Regions from separate parts of the Mus musculus genome. Here all the other regions are linked to region 1. A link is a contact called in public Hi-C and Micro-C data. All regions are on one chromosome and are shown on one strand. The core of a region is the stretch at or near the end of the contact, and the rest is flanking DNA. Distances in the headings are between cores, read along the strand shown.

What was found. Hi-C and Micro-C count contacts between places; a contact is called where the count stands out from the background.
Region 2: a Micro-C map of embryonic stem cells shows a contact between it and region 1, with 4 times the contacts expected there. The contact joins two enhancer-like sites. A contact is called at or near these places in 1 of 484 Hi-C or Micro-C datasets (embryonic stem cells) and 1 of 115 datasets of contacts at active chromatin or transcription factors (embryonic stem cells).
Region 3: a contact with region 1 is called in a Hi-C map of the N1E-115 cell line, with 2.5 times the contacts expected there. The contact joins two enhancer-like sites. A contact is called at or near these places in 3 of 484 Hi-C or Micro-C datasets (the N1E-115 cell line, myeloid progenitors and trophoblast stem cells).

What each region holds. Positions count from the first base shown.
Region 1 is chr6:97,516,152-97,519,250 of GRCm38.p6, reverse strand. It overlaps Gm46970 (a long non-coding RNA gene), which reads right to left. Exons shown (of 5, transcript XR_003956336.1): 1 at 1,491-3,099. It also overlaps a transcript of Frmd4b not described here. Among named protein-coding and RNA genes, the nearest start is that of Gm46970, 22 kb to the right of the region's middle. Within about 2 kb of position 1,455, at least 28 of the 459 cell types and tissues checked have an H3K27ac peak or open chromatin away from gene starts, as enhancers often do. A contact at or near this core is called in the N1E-115 cell line, embryonic stem cells and trophoblast stem cells, where this site is marked.
Region 2 is chr6:97,100,988-97,104,086 of GRCm38.p6, reverse strand. No RefSeq gene overlaps it. Among named protein-coding and RNA genes, the nearest start is that of Tafa4, 42 kb to the right of the region's middle. Within about 2 kb of position 1,581, at least 27 of the 459 cell types and tissues checked have an H3K27ac peak or open chromatin away from gene starts, as enhancers often do. A contact at or near this core is called in embryonic stem cells, where this site is marked.
Region 3 is chr6:97,880,710-97,883,808 of GRCm38.p6, reverse strand. The region is part of intron 1 of Mitf (melanogenesis associated transcription factor); the gene reads right to left. Among named protein-coding and RNA genes, the nearest start is that of Mitf, 75 kb to the right of the region's middle. Within about 2 kb of position 1,583, at least 82 of the 459 cell types and tissues checked have an H3K27ac peak or open chromatin away from gene starts, as enhancers often do. A contact at or near this core is called in the N1E-115 cell line and trophoblast stem cells, where this site is marked.

The DNA of each region.
Region 1 (3,099 bases), core at 206-2,705:
TATATGTGTCTGTGTATATATATATATATATATATATATATATATATATATATATATATATCCTGCTTCATCATCGTCATCATCACCCTGTATCTCAACCCTATACTAAAGTCCAGAGACATTAAGTCATCTGGGTTTTTTTTTTTTTTTTTTTTGAAACAAGGTCTCATGCAGTCCTAGCTAACCTCAGATCTTTATGTGGTTGAGGATAGCTTTGAACTTCTGATCTACCTGCCTCCTTCTCCTGAGTGCTGTGGTCATTCATGTGTCCAGTTTATGCTATGCTAGGCACTGAACCCAGGGCTTCCTGCATGCCAGGCAAGCACTCTACCAACAGTACTATACCAACAGCCTGCCATTCTGTAACTAAGTGACACATCTTAGGCTGACACCAGTCCTTGAAAGTATGCCTTCTCCGTGGAAGCCTGACTGAATTCTCTGCTGTGGGGAATGGGGGTGGCAGGGCACCACAGAGCATCTGGGTGTGTGGAGGTGGGGGATGGGTGCCTGCTTGTGTCTTACTTGTCTCAGCCTCCTCTCCTTCCCTGTTGGGGATAAGTTAGAGGTGTGTGTGGGAGAATGACAGTCTCTGTTTTCTTCCTCTCCAGGCTGACTCAGTGAGAGGCACAATGGGAGGGAGGGCCTGGGAGGGGGACAGTCCTGAACCTGTTTCCTTCACAGACTTCCTCTGTCATTGTCTGTCTCTGGCATTGTGGCTGTCGATGCTGGGGCTTCAATGGTCCTCCACAGGCTGTCCTCCTCCACATATCTGTCCCCTCCCCCCCACCCCCACCCCCACCCCCACCCCCACCCCCACCCCCACCCCCATCCCTGGGCTTACTGATATCCACTTTCTTTTTCCCTGAGCCCTGTGGGCTGTCTTCTATTTCAATTCAGCCAATGAATTGCTGTACCGAAATGAAAGTAGACCACTTGTTAAATCCCCGTGGGAAGGTTTAAAGTGGGCCTTCATAGAGGGGTGTTACATGTTATCGGGTGCTACCCCATCTCCATGTGCTAGTCTGGTTAAAGTTCGTTTAGAAGGAGAGCATTGAACTCCTTATTTTGGAAACTCACATTCCTTGATTTGAGTTCTGCTTTGCCAGTTGCTAGGTCAGTGGCCTGGGGGAACCGTGAGCCGGAGTATCCTCCCATGCCCATGTGCCTGCTGCAGCGGCTGTTGGAGAAGTGGGTGTGGTAGTGAGCGTGAAGCCAGATGCCATGCAGAGAAGCCTGCCTAGCACTTCTGGGTTTGCTGACTTGAGCAGACTCGGCCCTCTTTTACCTGAGCATGAACATGGAGCCAACGTCTTTTTGGTAGGGCAACAGGTGTCTGCCACCTTTGCTAACTGAATTCCGGCTTGGTTTCAGATGAGGCTGGCCCCTCCCTCATGGGGTCAAAGTCAGGCCAGTGAGGCAGCTGTGACAGGGTCAGAGCTAGTGAAGACAGCAGGGGACTCCTGCTGGGATGACTAGGAAGAATCGCTTACCTTGAAGCTTGTTCAGTAAGTCAAGTATCAGGCCGAGCCCTTGACTGATACTGGAAAGGACTGCCTCACGGTGAGGTGAGCAGGGAGGATGGGAGTGAGAGAGAGACCGGGAGAAAATCAGGCTGACACAGAAATGGCTGAATTCTCCACATTCAATCTCTGATCCGTTCATGGTGGCCCAGCCTGTTTGAATTGGGCTCTCATCCCCGCAGTTGAAAGACTTGGCTAAACATCTCCCTGTTCCATTTCTTAATGTCCCTCAAACCTGTCCCCCAGTGTATTTTGCAGTTAACATTAATCTTATTTTCTGGCTCTGAGCCATCTCCCTTACACAGAGGACATTTTCTTCCCAGGATACCTTGCTGCCTGAGAGTATGTTGTACTCGACTCTTCGCTTGGGTAGTCTGCCCTTATCTATTTTCTAGCTGAGATCTGAACAGTAAACCCCTTGCAAAACAAGTTCATCAATTTTCTATCGCTGTGTAACCAATTACCATTGATGGCATGGCTTACTCGGCACACGTGGGTGGCCTTGGGTCAGGATGCTCACATAATTTAATTGGGCCCTCTGCTCAGGGTTTCATCAGACTGAAATTCAGGTGCAGGCCCAGGCTATGATCTCGCCCAAGGCCCAGACTCCTCCTTCATGCGCATTGGCTGCTATGAGACTGTGGCTCTCTACAGCTGTAGGACTGAAGTCCTCAGCCACCTGTAGCTCTCACACACACAGGCTGGCTGCACAGGAGAGCTGTGTACTTCTTCAAAAACAGCAGGCCACCTTTCTCTCCCTTTTGTAATGATGCTTGAGGGAGCATTTCCTGGGGTGATGCCAGGAGTGCCTTTGGCATATAACATAAGCTGATCAGGGTCACACAGCAGCCCATCCTTGTCATCCTCTTGGAGCTAGAAGCATCGAAAGCCCCAGCTGCACACAAAGGCATAGGTTACCCAGGGCGTGCACACCTGGGGTCCATGTTGGCATTCTGCCGTTACCTCTTACCTGTAACCTCATAGTCTAAGCCCACTTCAGTAGGGATTTGTACTGGCTAGTAAAGTTGTCCTATATAAACAGCATGAGAGCTATGGTGTGTGAATACATTTTGGATTTGAAAAGACTAGTGTACTCGGTTGCGTAATGGCCCAGAGGTATGGAGTCTTAATTTCTGCAATCTGTAAATGTTGCCCCATATTATAGACTTGACAGGGGTGATTAAATTATGGTTCTCAAAATGAGGGGGTTACCCCAAATTATCTGGATAGACCCAACATATCACCATACATATTTCTTTGAGAGACAGAGAGACTATAGACATGTATGCAGATAGATAGACAAGGTGATATGAAGACAGAGACAGGGAGTGGAGTGACATGGTCAGGAGCAAAGGAATATCAACAGCCACCAGAGGCATGGAGGTAGAAGGACCAGAACCTCCAACCCCCCTGGACTGTGATTTCAGCTCAGTGACAGTGATTTGGAGCTTTTGAGTCTCAGAAGCATGCAAGCTGCCCTTCTGCCATTTCAAGCTTCCTGTTCTACAGTGGTTTGCTGCCCCTAAGAAAAGCATTAGAGCTTTGGAATCCAGCTCGTAATCTCCAACGTGCTTGAGCT
Region 2 (3,099 bases), core at 332-2,831, 420 kb after region 1:
TCAGCGCCTCTTCCAGGCCTACCCAAGCAGAAGGTCTAGGGTGCAGGCTAGCTGTGTTGTTTGTTAAATGTCCCCAGGTGATTCTCATTTACAGTGGCATGGGGCTGCTGGCTTAGGAGATATTGACAAGCCCCTGACAACAGCCTGAAAGGGAGGTCAAGCCAGCCTATGCCAAGGTACCTTCCACTGGGTGTCAATAGGAAAATACGTTAACCAGAGGGTTGCCTGGAAAGTATCACCCCCAAGTCAAGTTAAATAGATGGCATGTTGGGCTTCTCAGCACCTGTGACGTACTAGTCGTATGCTGAATTGTAAATGGGAAGACGTACTATACACTGCACTTCAAGTGATCAGTTTTTTTAAGGTACATGAATATGGTGAGGTGAGAATCCTCTTGGACAAGTGACACGACCTCCTTCTGGGGAAGAGGACAGTAGGCAGTGTCTTTGGTGTGCAGTTCCTCCAGTCAGTTGTACCTTAGTATATGCATATACATATTTGTATGTGTATGTGTGTGTATGTGTATGTGTGTGTGGGGGGGTGTGCACATGTGTGTGGAAGCCAGAGAGCACGTCAGATGTTCTTCCCCCGCTATTCCCCACCCCCTTTGAGACAAGGTATCTCATTGAACCTGGAGTGCATCCGTTAGGCGAGGCTGGGTGCTCAGTGAGCTCTGGGCATCTCCTTGTTTCTATCTTTCCAGTGCAGGGATTACAAGTGCAAGGCCAAGTGTGTTCAGTTTTTCTGTGGAGTCCTAGGATCAAATGCAGGTCTTCATGCTTGCAAGGCAAATGTTTTACTGACTGAGCGGTCACGCAGCCCTCTGCTGCATGTTGCTGGTTGAACTAACTCAGGTGTGTTAGCTGGTCCCTGTTAATGAGTGCGGATAAATAGACGGGCCAAGACCTGGTTGATATGGAGACTATAGGATGTACTGTGTGGCTTCTGCTGGGTGTGTTTTTCACTTGACAAAGAGATTGCCAAAGTCCTTCTGCGAAGTCTATGCACCCTTCTTGTATGAGGTCAATTATAAGCCACTTGTCAAGTATCCTCTAGACCATTTGTATGTTCAGGTTATGAACTGAGGAGTCCAAATAAACAAACAAACAACCACCACTAACAGCACTGATAGCAGCATCACCAGCCCTGGAGTGTTATTGCCAAACCACACTCACTGAAACCAAGGGTGCGGGACCTGGGCTGTCTCCTCCACTTTTAGTGTCATCCTGATTGATATAGCCGCAGTGACATCAGCTGATTCTATCACAGGACCAGTATGGGCAAAAGGAAATTGTAGCATATTGAGAAATCTGCAAACTAAATTGCTAGGGCGCTAAAAAGAATTTGAATCGTGCACAGTTTTGGGCAGAGATCTAAGCTGTGTGCAGCGTTAGCCAGAGAAATTAGGCCGGTTTGATGAATGTCCACTGGAAGACAATTGGCTCATAGGAGATGAAGTTAAAGGTGACTCTTGCAAGTCCCAGAAGCAAACCCAAAGTTAAAGTGGTATAGACATGTAAATAAGGCAGATGACAGACCAGAATGAGAGCGGACAAGGGCTGCATTGAACAGACCCAAGGCAAGGCAGCCAAAGGCCAGCATTAGCATTTGAAAGGCAGCCGAGGAGGGAAAGGGAAGACCAGACAGAAGTCCCAGCTCCACCCCTGAAAACCCGCAGACTGGTGAGGCAGGTGGGAAGTGACTGAAAGCGGAAAGCCAGTTCTAATTCACAGTTAGAGCACTTCCACAATGATAGAAAAATGTAAATGTCCTGGGAAAATATCTTCGTCTACGTATCATTTTTCAAAACTCCAGGTAATATTCTACAGCATTCAGGGAGGGAATTGACTCAAGACGCTTCAAGAGAGAGGTGTTTATGGATGGGCTCCTGGGGGCAGGGTGGAGGGGGTCCTCCTCCGGTTTATGAGGATGTCATGACATCTGCTTTCCTGTAAGACTAGAAGACTCGATGATGGAGCGCCTCTGATCTTTGCTCTGTCCTGTCGGGCTTCTCTATGCAAATCAATTCCGGGCAGGAGTCACTTTGTAACCCTATCATATTTACCGTTTACTTGATACTCTGGTCCAGGATTGCCTTGTTTTTGCAATTCAAATAACAGAGTATGGGAAAGAAAAGTTTTATAGTGGATGCTTTTTGGTGCAAATAATAAATCCAGAGAGCAAAGGAATAAGATAACACCTAGGAAGAGGTTCCCACCCTCCACAGCTGTGAAAGAGACAGTATCTGCCCCTCTCTCCTCCTGCTGCTACCCACGTTGGTGCAACCGGAACTAAACAAACCCTCTCACCAGGGGATCCTGCAAAAGGGTACTGACGGTGGAAAGTGGCCGGGAGACAGGAAACGGGAGCAAAACAGCTAGCTGCCTTTTGAGCATGGTCCGAGGTAGACTCCATAAGCATCGGCTCTTAAGGCTTTTATGTCTCTGCCCAGTGTCAGAGGTAGATTCCATTCTTTTGAGCAGGAAGAAATCGATTTCCCTTAATGGACCTCAAGAGACCCGCGATATCCATCCTCAGTGGGCCCCAAAACTACTGTATAATGTCCCATTCAAGAGATTCCCCCAAAGTAATTTAGGAGATGTGCTGTTGGGATTAGAAACATTTCCACCACAAAAATCCAGAGATCAAATTCCAAAGCTGCTCACCAGAAGGGATTAATGTCTGGACTGGAGTTACAGGGACAGCCTTAAATACAGAGTCCGGGCAGCTGTGCTCATTTAAGAGAGGAGATATAGGAGCTCAGAGCTCCAGGCTGGGATTCATGGCCACTAGCCAGGACAGAACCAGGACGTTTCACAATTATGGCCAGAGTCACTACACCCAATGTCTATCATGTCTTCATCATAACCTCAGTGGCTCCTGGTTTTACTTTATTGTATTATAATTTTATCCACAGCTTCACCAGAGTCACATGTCAGAAGGAAAGAGAAAAGGGGGGGGGGAGTTTCATGGAAACTTTGGGGGCATGTAATTTAAAGCCACCAAACTAGTGTTGGCTAATACCAAAGACACACTTATTTATGATTCTCTTGTGGAAACCAACACACTGGCAGGTTGGTATATCTTATCTTCCCGAAT
Region 3 (3,099 bases), core at 334-2,833, 360 kb before region 1:
AACCTCATTAGTGTTTCGGGCTTTATGACTCAGGCTTGAGGGGGAGGGGCCAGTGACCCACAAAACAAAGGCTTCAATGTCTCTAGAGCTGAGAAAACTCCAGCTCTGTCAGGGCAAATGCTATTTATATCCCATTTAGTGGCATGCTCTGGAATGCACTTCTACACAGAGCCTCCAAACCAGTTTTGAATTCTGGGTTTCAACAATGAGAAAGAAGCAAAACAGTGGGAAGTTGAGGGGTGGAGGAGGGGGCATCTTGTTCTTAATATATCACCAAGTCCAGTGTCATGTGATTGATAAATGGAGTTAAATGGCTCCCAGCATTGACTTGCCTTCAACAAGACAGTACCCTGATACAGTGAGTTTGGAGTTCAAATTAGTAGAAAATAAAGGGTAGGAAAATACCCTAGGATGAAAGAGAAAAAATTGTGGTAAAGCCCATTTGATTTTATTTCAGAGCACACAATGGACACACACACCATACATACAGAAGGACAGATAGAAGCATTTTTATTGACTGCGAATATACATGTTCTATAGTCACATTCTATTATGCGTATGCTTTCTCCTAATACAGAAGAGCAGGGTTCTACAGGAGTTAATCTTGGCACGATGCTGCCCGAAACAGAAGGTGCCACGCAGCTCGGCAACCTAGCAAACCTTGTACAGTGATGGATTACACAGCCTCCACAAGGCTTGCCCATTACCCCCCGCTCCATTCATGGATCCCAACCAAATTAATTTTCTCTTGTGCCAGTTCTATCACATCCCCCAGGTTCACAAAGAAGATTTACCAGGACATCAGAATCCAGAAGGGACTGAACATTTTCGTCCTGGAAGAAACTTAAAATAGAGCTTAAAAATAAAACAATGAGAATGAAATTTTAGCTCTGCAGAGCTCATGGTTTCTAGAAATTGCTTTTCTGACTGAAAAAAAAAAGTTTCATTCTTGCTGTCATTATTGCATATGCGCTATGGGTTACTGAGAAACTAGCTTGGCAATCCAAAGGATCTAATTCCATACTTGATGATGGATTTCAAAATCAACTCTCAAAATCAAAGTATAGTTCGGAATAATGTCACATTCCTAGTATGGATGCCCCCACAGGCACTCTGCTCAGCAAAAACAGAAGGGAAACGAACAGGTATGTATACACTTCCCAGCAGGTACGTTAAAAAGCAAAAACAAAATGTGGGTAAAAATCATTGTTATTAATATATTTAACCCAACATGCCCCAAATACTACTTGTATAATCAAGGCACATTTTACATATAGATAGATAGATAGATAGATAGCTATAGTGTGTGTGTGAAGTTGTCAAAAGAATGAAAATATGACAAATTAACAAGATACTTCACATTTTAAAAATATAAACCTAAGAAATCTGCTGTAGATTTTACTCTTATAAATATAATTATGGCTAGCTATATTTCAAGGACTCAGTAGCCACCTGCTACCATAGCAGACAATGTAAGCCTTAAGATTTCTCTCTTCCAACACAAACAGTTCTGGTTGCAAGGGCATGGCTATTGTCAAGAGAAGCAGCTATTTTGGGTATTGCCTTACTCCTTAGACAAGCTCACACTCTGGCTTCTCTCTGACCAGCCACACTGCGGCTCCATCTGGTGTAATGGAACAGGCCTGGCCCCAAAGAACTACCAGTTTCTCCGGCAGACATGCAATCACAGCAGGAAGTTTGTCCTGGCTTAAGCAGTTCCAAATGGTGACCTTCTGAACCTGGTTCTTCGCAGCTGCTACATCTGGACAGTAGCAGGGCTTAAATTAGTGTGTCTTTGATATAGCATCTTTGCAAAGAGGAGAAAGCAAGGCTGAGCCTTGTTCAGGATAGGCCTTTGAGGAAGCTTAAAGGAAGCACAGCTAATATTGAGGAGGCTCTGTCCTTTCAAGGCAAATTTTAAAGTTGCTTTAACCATCTGACCTTTAACTCAGTAAGTACAGTTGCCTTTCCTGAGTATTACAGTGATGATATCCATAAACGTATTTCATTTTTCTCAAAAGCAAACCTTACTGAAATTGTAACCTACTAATCAGAATCGAGAAGGGGAAACCGATTGCTGCTTTTCACTTTAAAAAGTCAATCTTTGAACTTCTTCATAAGCACATAAACTTGCAATCATATTTTGTATTTGTGTGTATTGTTTTATGTGTATATGTGCTCTGCGTTTATGGACATGTGCACACGTACAGGTAGATGTGGAGGCCAGAGGGCAACACTGGGGCGACGTCGTCCTTTTCACAGTCTACCTGGTTCTTTGAGACAAGGCATCTCACTAAACCAGGAACACACTAACTCAGCTAGGCTGGCTGACCAGAAAGTCCCAGGAATCTTTCTGTATCCACCTTGCCAGCAAGGAGATTATAGCCACCCAGCCTAGCTTTTCAGTGGGTACTGGATATCCAAACTCAGGCCCTCATGTCCACTTAACAAGCACTTACTCATCTTCCCAGCCCACGGCTGCCATGTTTCAAATAGTTTAGCAAATTAAATAACTATTGATATGGAGTATAGTGTCACTTCCCTTAACAGCAAACACTTTCTCTTAATTATATATGTATTTATCTAGTGCTGAAGAGGAAACCCAGGATTTCATACACTCTTAGGCAAGCACTCTACCACTGAGCTATACCTATTCCCCTTCCTTAATTTAAATATAGATCTTTGACCCCCTAAAACCAATTATAAAGTAGTTATTAACATATCCACATAATTTTTACTTAAATTTAGTGTGTTCCAAATGGAATACAGAAATCCAACTCAAAACCCAGACTGTGTTCACTTGGCACATAGAAATTCTATGCCTACTTTGTGTTTTAGGGAAGCAATGTAGAGATAATCATGGTTTCTCTCTAGTGTAACAATAAAAAGATCTGGAAAGCTTCACAGAGATCCCCTGAAATCTTAAGCTAGATAGCAAGCAGGTGGGCTTTCTAGGGCTGGGGAAAGAACACCTATTAGAGGTAGAACAGCTAACCAAAGAAGGAGGTCCTCTCAGAGTTCTCAGAGGGGTGAGAGATGTTCAGCTTACAACCTGCCACAGAAGAGAGACCTCATCAAAGCTGAAATAGTCAGGAAGAC